2 separate regions of the Sus scrofa genome follow, and region 1 is linked to region 2. A link is a contact called in public HiChIP or PLAC-seq data. All regions are on one chromosome and are shown on one strand. The core of a region is the stretch at or near the end of the contact, and the rest is flanking DNA. Distances in the headings are between cores, read along the strand shown.

The links. HiChIP or PLAC-seq counts read pairs in DNA pulled down with a chosen protein or histone mark.
Region 1: a contact with region 2 is called in an H3K27ac HiChIP or PLAC-seq map of alveolar macrophages. The contact joins the promoter of RNH1 here to the promoter of TALDO1 in region 2. A contact is called at or near these places in 1 of 47 Hi-C or Micro-C datasets (epiblast stem cells) and 1 of 2 datasets of contacts at active chromatin or transcription factors (alveolar macrophages).

What each region holds. Positions count from the first base shown.
Region 1 is chr2:287,787-292,739 of Sscrofa11.1, reverse strand. It overlaps RNH1 (ribonuclease inhibitor), which reads left to right and starts at 2,218. Exons shown (of 10, transcript XM_021082542.1): 1 at 2,218-2,350.
Region 2 is chr2:461,707-466,096 of Sscrofa11.1, reverse strand. It overlaps TALDO1 (transaldolase 1), which reads right to left and starts at 1,316. Exons shown (of 8, transcript NM_001244935.1): 1 at 1,183-1,316. The coding sequence starts at 1,279.

The DNA.
Region 1 (4,953 bases), core at 969-3,468, 170 kb after region 2:
CAATAATGAACTGAATTAAAATGCTTTATTTTGACAAATTTTCCAGCATATGTTGAAGGAAGCCATTGCCAGGGGACGCTCTGGGGAGTAGGTACCTGAGGGGTGCCAGGCTCCATGCCAAGATGGCACCCTCCCCAGCCCCCTGGCCCCCAAAGCTGAGTGACCCCACCCCAAGGAGCTTTCCTTACCCGGTTGGCCGTGGAGGCAGGGATCTGCCCAGGGGTCGGCTCAGGGCCTTCTCTCCACAGCTTTAAACACCCTCCTTCCCCCTCCGTGAAGCCGTCAGCAAGTCCCCCAGTGTCTCACAGACAACCCCAAATTAACATGCCCAGAGTAACTGCACCCCGCGGCAAGGCGGCCTTAAGCTCTTAAGCAGTCCCGCTGTGTTTACAGCTACTGAGGCTGATGCTGGAGCGCTCCTTCCTGCCACCACACCCATCAACCAGACCTACAAAAGGCCAGGACAACACAAAACAGTCTCGGAGTTCCCATCAATGCTTAGTGGTTAGCGAATCCGACTAGGAACCAGGAGGTTGCAGTTCGATCCCTGGCCTTGCTCAGTGGGGTAAGGCTCCGGCGTCGCCATGAGCGGTGGTGGGGGTCGCAGATGCGGCTCGGATCCCGCGTGGCTGTGTAGGCTGGCAGCTGCAGCTCGGATTCGACCCCTAGCCTGGGAACCTCCATATGCCGCACCTGCGGCCCTAAAAAGACAAAGGAAGCAAAGCAAAGAGGCCCCGACTTCTGAACTCCACTTGCCACTGGACACTCCTGACCCGTCTCCTGCTCAGGGAGCGGAACTTAAGCTCTGCACCGGGGCCACGAGGCCTTCCGCACGATCCACAGTGGCTCGAGGAGCTGGGCTCTCTAGAGGGATGGGGGCTCCAGGGGAGGGGCTTCCGAGGAGAGGAGGGCCTCTGGGGTGGGGAGGAGTCTCTGAGGGAACAGGTCTGCACCTCCAGGTCCACGGTGGGCGGAGGGGCTGCGGGAACGCGTCTCCTCCAATATCACAACTTCTCCCCGAGGGCCTGTGGCTGACGCGTCTGGGGCCATCCTGCAGCCACCCCAGGCCCGAGCCACTCCAGCAGCATGGATGGCGTCCAGGCCTGCCCTGGACGGGGACAATGAATGTCCTGTGGGTGAGCCTCAGTTTGGCGGGCATTCTGTGATTTCAGCCGCAGCCCGGGATCTGCTGGGTGAAGGTGCATGGGGGACCCCAGAGGGCCCCTCCTCTCCCCCTTTCTTTCACCAGCAGTGCCACACCGTTAATTCCCTCGTGCCCAGGCCAGTCAGTTTAGCCAATTCATCACCTTCCCCCAAACCGCCCCCCCGGCCCAGCATCCCCAGCTCCCACCAGCGGAAGGCTCTGGGTCGCCTTACTGTTTCTTGCTCCATGGCCTCACCCCTCCCACGGCGGCCCTTCACTGGAGCTCCAGCCACCTCAGTCGTGGCCCTGTCGCCATCCCCACCCCTGCTCATCCCAATGCCCATTGGTGGGCTGCCATGATCCCCCACATGGCCCCCTGAAGCCCTGTACCTGACCTCATCATAGCCATGCCACACCCGGTGCCCCGGGTGCCTTCAGTGTCCTCTTTCCGCTGAGCACCCCTGGCCTCATTCCGTCCGTGGAGCCTGGCCGCGCCCCTCGCCGCTCACCAGCTCCTGGCCCGGCTTGCAATCCTCCCAGGCCCGCCTCGCCCTCCTGCCCGGGCTTCCTTCCTTCGGGGACGTCTGTTCCGCGCAGTGTTGAAGCCTCAGCACCTACAACATAGCCTGGCACACAGGAGTCACTTAATAAACACTTACGAATCAACTGTTACCATGCATTGACCACGTCAGAAGAATGAAGCATTACACCCAGATTACAAAAGCAGCCTTAATGAAAAAGTTGCTACTTTCTTGCGAAACCATCTGTCTGTCTTACTCTCCAGCTCTCGTGGTCTGTGCCTGCACAATCCCGACATTCAGACCTTGCTTCAAACCAGAGAACCGACCCCTTGACCGCCACGTTAAGGTCACTGCCCAGGCCCGGAGAGGCCGCATCCGCACTGGATCCCACCTGCAAGGCCCCGCCCACCGACGCGCTTTCGGCCCTTCAGTCCCAGCGCAGCGGGAGGCGGGGTGGGCGCCTTGGGGACCACAGCTGGCCCCGCCCCGTCAACAGGCCCCGCCCCTAAAGAGACTCCGCCCGCCGCCCACTCCAACGCCGTCGTGAGCCCCGCCCCCAGGCTCTAGGCCCCGCCCACCGCTGGCCCCGACACCGCCTGGCGACCTCGCCCGCTCCGCCCCCGGCCGGAAGTAGGCCGTCTCCCTCCTGGGCTACGGGACGGGGACAGTCTGTCGACGTGTCTAGGTCAGTCACTCCCGCGGTCCGTCAGCGGGTGGGGCAAACACACGGCCGACCGGCCCGGCGTCAGCCTTCAGCGGCGTCGGCCTTGGTCGGGCCGCGAGTGGAGGAGCCTGGGGAGACGCGCACTCGCGAGGCGGGACGAAGGGTCCGCTGGGCTAGGAGGGGAACCCCTTCTCGGCCCCCGGGGGCGGGCCTCCCCGCGGGGCGGGGCCTCGCGGGCCGCGGTCGCGGCGCCGCCCAGCGAACTTCGGCGCGCTTGGCAGACGTCAGGGCGACCGAGTGCGCTTCCGCGCACGCGCGCGCGCCGGCCGCCCCTCCTCCGGGGCGCGCTGGGAGTCGAGGCGCCGGGCGCTGGGTCTGCGCCTGCGTGATCTGCGTCGTGGGGGGTCTGCCGCACCGTCCTGGGGTCCCCCTGTTGGCAACCAGAGGTCTATACAAGCGAGGGCGCGCTCCGCCGGACTTTCCTCCTCAAGTTGGGTAACCCTCGATCTTAATACCACAGAGAACCGACCCCCAGGACGGACAGACAGCTCTGCCAGAGAGGACTGGCCCGAGTGGTGCCCACAGGGTCCTGGGCCTTGGGCATGGCCATCTGCCCGCCCTGCAGCTCTTCCCCGTTAGGTCACTCGAGAAGCCTGGGGGAGCTGGGTGGGCAGCTCGCGTGGGAAGTCGAAGGACGTAAGTGGGACAGCACGTCGGGGGCCGCGGGGTCGGGTTTATCACAAGGGCTTGTTGAAAACAGTCTCAGTGTCGGCCTGTAGAGCTTGGTTGAGTAAAATGAATACATTGGGACAGTGAAACGCAATGTGGACATTAAAAGTTAGCTTGCATATATATCTATACATATACATGTGTGTTTGCGTTTGCATATACATATCTTTTTTTTTTTTTTTTTTTGTCTTTTTAGGGCTGCACCCGCTGCATATGGAAGTTCCCAGGCGAGGCGGCAAATCAGAGCTCGGAGCTGCACCCGCTGGCCTACAGCCCCAGCCCCAGCAATGCCAGATCCCAGCCGTGCGACCTACCCCACAGTTCGCCCCAGTGCCAGATCCTCAACCCACTGAGTGAGGCCAGGGATCGAACCCATGTCCTCATGGATGCTAGTTGGGTTTGTTAACTGCTGAGCCACATGGGAACTCCTATGTATCCTTTTTTTTTTTTTTTCCTGTCTTTTGTCTTTTTAGGGCCCCACCCAGTGGCATATGGAGGTTCCCAGGCTAGGGGTCTCATCGGAGCTGTAGCTGCTGGCCTTTACCACAGCCACAGCAACCCAGGATCCAAGCCGCGTCTGTGACCTACACCACAGCTCACGGCAACACCAGATCCTTAACCCACTGAACGAGACCAGGGATCAAATCCGCACCCTCGTGGTTCCTAGTTGGACTTCTTTCCACTGTGCGAACTTCTTATCTATCTATTCTTAAGTGAAGAATGTAGTAACTCTGGTGTGCATTAATTTCCTCCTGCTACTGTAGCAAGTGGCTGCAGATAGTATTTTACGGTTCAGAAGGCCAGAAGTCCAAAAGGGACCTTACCGGTGTCAACTAAAAAAATACAACGTGGAAATTGAGTTGAGTTTTATTTGGGGTGAAATTAGGACTTAAGCCCCAGAGACAGCCTCTCAGGTAGCCTCAAGAAACTGTTCCAAGGAGGCCGGGGGGAAGCTGGCATATATGAGTTTTTGCAGCAAAGGGAAGGTGGTTGGAACAAAAGATGTACAGATAACCAGATTTACGGAAAACCAGTTTCTGTGGGAAGATGTAAAGGTCCGGGCTTGCTGGGATCAACCCCTAGCCTGGGAACCTCCATATGCCGCAGGAGCGGCCCAAAGAAATAGCAAAAAGACTAAAATAAAATAAAATATTTGCTTTAAAAAAAATAAAAAATTCCTGTTGGGAAGTTTTTTGTGGGGAGGGGGCATGGGGAGCTTCCAAGGCCAGGGATAGAACCAGCGCCACAGCTGTAACCAGAGCCACAGCAGTGACAGCGCCAGATGCTTAATCCACTGAGCCGGGAGGGAACTCCTCTGATGTTTTAAATTTACCGTAGTGAGTCCCCAAAACCCTAGGCCTCCAGCCTCGACCCCCACGGAGGGGAGAACCCCGGACGCAGGCCTCTCTGCGGGTCGGGCTCCCGCCCTCCCAGGCCCCGCCCCCAGGCCCCGCCCATGAAAGTGGCCCCGCCCTCCCAGGCCATGGCCCCGCCCCCTGCCCTGGTGAAAACGCGCTCGGCCCTGGGTCTGTGGCGAGGGCGGCGGCAGGAGGTAGGAGGCGCGGTGCTCGGCCGCTGCGGGAGAGGGCCGGGAAGCGGGGGCCAGGGGCCCCGCGGCGTTTGGGGTCAGTTAAAACTCCGCTGATGTTCCGGGCCAGCACCCTGACCGCGCGGCGGAGGGTTCCCGGGCCCGAGAAGGGAGCAGGGCCCGGGGCGCCAGGAGCCCTCTCCGCGCGGCGTCCGAGCGGCCCCCGCCGGGCCCCGCGCTGACCCCCGGCCTCCGGACACATGCGGAGTCTCGGGTGGGCGCGGAGGTGGCCCTGGAGCCCGGCGCGCCGCTGCCCCCTGCCTCTCACGGGTAACCGTGCTGCGCCGAGCGGGGGCGGGCCGGCGAC
Region 2 (4,390 bases), core at 67-2,566:
TTGGTGGCCCTACACTAACGCAGGGTGCAGCCAAGGAACCATCCTGTGGCTGCTGCCAGTGAGACCCAATGGAAAACAGGCGAGGCCATCTGGTTTAAAGCACAGGGTAAACTCAAGCCCATGCTATCTCCAACTTTTACACTTAAGCAGCCAAACACGCTTACTCACTCTCCCAGGCTCTGCCAGATAAAGCCTCCGAGTTACCAAAGAGGGATTAAAGCCTGTTTCTCAAGTCAGCATGAGAAAGCAGAAAAGGGAGGAAGTCCCTTCTGTATTGTGTGCCCCACAGAGTTTCGTGGCTTTCCTGAAAATCTTAATTGTTCACAGCCACAGATAATGGACGTTTAGGTCGCCTGGGCTCTGCAGAGGGCAGGAGAGCTAGGTCCCCCCAGGTCTCTCAAAGGGACATGATCCAAATCTAGGTTTTGAAGAAGCTCTGCTGTCCTCCGCGCACCGGGTTTTACCCCCGCAGTTTCTTGGCCCCACGTGGTTCACCTCTAACTGGCCCGCCCTGGCCACGGCCACCAGCGTGCACAGCTGTCCCCTGAGCAGAGGTGGGAAGTGTGTGCAACAGGAGGTTTCAAAAGCAGGTGGTGTCATGGTGGTGTCAAAAGCAGGTGGTGTCATTCGCAGTTTCTGGTCTTTCTGGGCCCGGAACTCCTGCTCCCGCTCAGCGATCAACATTCGCTGGAACTGCCTTGTGTAACCACAAACGGATCCCCTGAGTCAGCTCCAGGTGGACCTGGAGTCTCTTCCAGATCAAAGCACTTGGGCACCGTCCCCTGACACACTGACCCACTGGCGGCTCAGAGCGGGCAGCTCGGAGGAAACCCAGGCGCCGGGCTCCGCGCGAGCTGGGTCCTGGGGCAGACCCCCGGCTCGGGCCGAGGGCAAAGCGGGGCCGGGAACGCCGAGGGCGGGGGCCGAGGGAGAAGAGGGGCGGGGAACCGCGGGAGGCAGGGCGGGGCAAGGGCGGCCGAGGACGGCGCGGGAGGGAGAAGGGGGTCAGGAACAGGGGGCGGAGAGGGAGCGGGGGCGACCTTCGCAGCGCCTCTCCCTCGCACGCCGCGCCCGCTCGCCCCGGTTCCCCTCCCGGACCGCACCGGCCGGCGCTCTGCGAGCAGGAAGCCCCGCGCTGCCGCCCGGCCCGCTCCCGGAGCCCGGGACCCCGCGCGCCCTCACCGTTGAAGTCGCCCGTGTCGGCCACCACGGTAGTGAACTGCTTGAGCTGGTCCAGCGCGCTCTCCATCCTCTGCCGCTTCACCGGGGAGCCCGACATGGCGAGCGGGGGCGGGAGCGGGCGGCCCACAATGCCCCGCGGGCCCTGCCCTCGGGCGCGGCCAATCCGAGCGCGGCGCGGGAGGGCGGGCCGTGCGCAGCTACGCCAGGGCGAGGCCCCGCCCCCGAGACGCGGCGCCCCGCCCCCGGGCGTTGCCGCCCCAGCGGGGCGCGCCCCAGCCCGGCGGCCTCCCGGGCCCTGAGCCCGCCGGAGCTGTGTTCCCGCCCTGTGGTCCCCAGAGCCGTAATTCCGCAGTGATGCACCCCTGAGGGCAGTGATCCCCAGAGCCGTAATTCCGCAGTGATGCGCCCCTGAGGGCAGTGATCCCCGGAGCGCTGCACCCCCGCAGCGATGCGCCGCCCCCCGGAGCGCTGAGTTCCGCGCGCTCCGCCCGCGACGCGCCGTAGTGATGCGCCCTGCCCCAGCGACGTGCACTTGGGAGTAGTGATGCCCGGAGCGGTGTGTCCCCAGGGCAGTGCCCCCGAAGCCATGCCCTGCCGAGTGACGCGCGGCCCCGAGCGGTGCGACCCCCGATGGGCGCTCTCCGTCACTTCCCTCCTCTGTCGGACGCTGGGAAAGTTGGAGTGAGGGTCCACGGGGATCCACAGAGTTAAGGCGGAGGCCTTAAACCCGACCTCGGGCAAGCGGAGTCCCTTCACACCCTGCATCTGGGCCGCCCCGCCTCCGGGGACAATGAAAAGGGCCTTTGTCCCCCTGACACGGTGTGGGACAGTGGCTCCCCGCAGTCAGGGCGCATTTCGCAAGGGGCAGGCGGCCGGGGTGTGCTGGGAGCGTGGTGCTCCTGTGCATGGGCGCCCAGCATGCATGTCCTCCCGGTCGGTCTGGCCTCTTCGCCTGGCCTCACTAGGTCAGACAGGCCTGGTGCCAGGGGAGGGGCTAGGAGACGTGAGGTGGCTTTAATTCAGGGCTTGTTCCATTTTCTCCAGAACCTGAGTCCCAGGATGGGTCCCTGTCTCCCCTGCCTTTCATTCTGGGAACCCACCTCTGGGAATCTGCCCCAGATAAATGGTACTAACTTCAGAAGTGTGAAATAAAGTGGCACGATGAGAAAAATTTAAATATATAACAAATTTTCTTGTTCCCTTTGTGGCTTAGTGGTTAACAAACCCGACTAGGATCCATGAGGATTCGAGTTCGATCCCTGGCCTCACTCAGTGGGTTAAGGGTCTGGCGTTGCTGTGAGCTGTGGTGTAGGCCACAGATGAGGCTTGAATCCCTTATTGCTGTGGCTGTGGTGTAGGCCGGCGACTGCAGCTGGGATTTGACCCCTAACCTGGGAACCTCCATATATGTCACAGGTGCGGCCCTAAAATAGCAAAAAAAAAAAAATTCTCTGGAGTTCCTGCCATGGTGCAGTGGGTTAAGAATCCACCGGCCGTGGCCCTGGTTGCTGCGGAGGTGAGGGTTCAATCCCCAGGCCGCAGAGTGGGATCTGGTGTTGCTTCGGCTGCAGTGTAGGTCGCAGGCGTGGTTCCAGTTCAGTGCCTGGCCCTGGAACTTCCATATGCCGTAGGTGCAGCTGTAAAAATTAAAAAAATTTTTTTTGCCCTTTCTCCTCCCCTCTCCCCGCTGTGCACTGTGTATCTGAATCATGCACGGACCGACCTTCCCCACGGGCAGAAATGTCTGCTCAGCCGCAACGAGCAGCCGTCCAGTGTCAGCCGGACAACCCTTTCATAAGAGCATTCCTTCTTGTGAGAATAAAGGGCCCCGAGGACCCCAAGAGCTGGACTGTGTCAACTGTCCACACTACGTCATTTCATGTCCAGCCCTGCTCAAAAAACGCATTTAAGCATACGCCTTGATGGCTAGTGGGCACAACAGTTCTTGGAGCTGGCTTCTGAGGGGGTGTTTCTGGGTTATAATCCTCAATTTGGTTCAAATCAAATGTTCCATTTCTTTCTTAGATCTGCTGATTCATTTTTCATTGACAGAAGGTGTCCCCAGGGAATTAAGGACAAAATCAGTCCTAGCGAAACAAGAGGGCAGGCGGGCGGGCGGGGGGGGGGGGTGGCACCGTCCTTGAGGCTCTGACGAACTGGTTACAACCAACCAGGTCCAAGGTGGCGGAAGAACCGCCTTCCAGGGACCCGCTGCCTCAGGGGACGGTCATCGTGCTTCGCTAGCTGAGACGCCCGCAGGCACCCGCACAGTTCCAGGCCGGTGGTAAAGGCCAAAACGCGGGCGGCGGCCCAGTTCCTGGAAATCCCTGCCTCTTCTACAGAAGAGTTGGCCTCCTCCTCCCACTTGTTAGCCTATGAAGTTACCCAGCTCATCAAAACTCCCCACCCCTCTGACGTTCCGGCCAGCTGTGGTGTAGGTCACAGATGCAGCTTGGATCCGGCTTTGCTGTGGCTGGGGCTTGGCCTGCAGGTGCAGTTCCAATGCGACCCCCAGCCTGGGAACGTCCATATGCCACAGGTTTGGCCCTAAAAAGAAAAATAAACCTCACCACCTCATAGTCTGGGGGGCCGCTCACCCCCTGAGATGGCCCACGCGCTGTCTGGGCGGTATTTCTCACCGTAAATCTACTTCTGACCTGTCACATTCCCTCTCTCTGAACTCCTTCTGTGACATAAATAAGCTGGACTCCAGCAAGTGCTGAGGCCCGGCGAGCAATTTCAACCGAAAGACAGTGGGTCCTTGGAGTTCCCTGGTGGCTCAGCTTGGGCCCCTGCTGTGCTCGGTTTGATCCCTGGCTCCGGAACTGCCACATGCTGCAGGTGCAGGCAAAAAACAAGAGCAAAACCAAAACAGACACTGGGTTCACAGGAGTCCCTGGTGGTCTGGGGGGGACTAGCTGCTTGTACAGCTGCGGCCCAAGTCCCATCTGATTCTGGGAACTGAGATCCCACATCAGGCCGCTGCCGTGGCCAAGAAAAAATGGCAGTGCGTCAAGTCCGGATCTGGGTCTTGGCTGGATTTGAGTCCCACCTGAGCTGTGCGGCTGCAACGGGAACTGCGCTGCTGCTGGTCATGAGAATGTTTGTCTTTCTTTTTTTCTTTTGTTTCAATTGTGTCTTAAATTTTGGTTATCAGCTTTGCCGTTAACCCCTCGGACCCCCACCCGACACTGCCCGTCACCGGGAT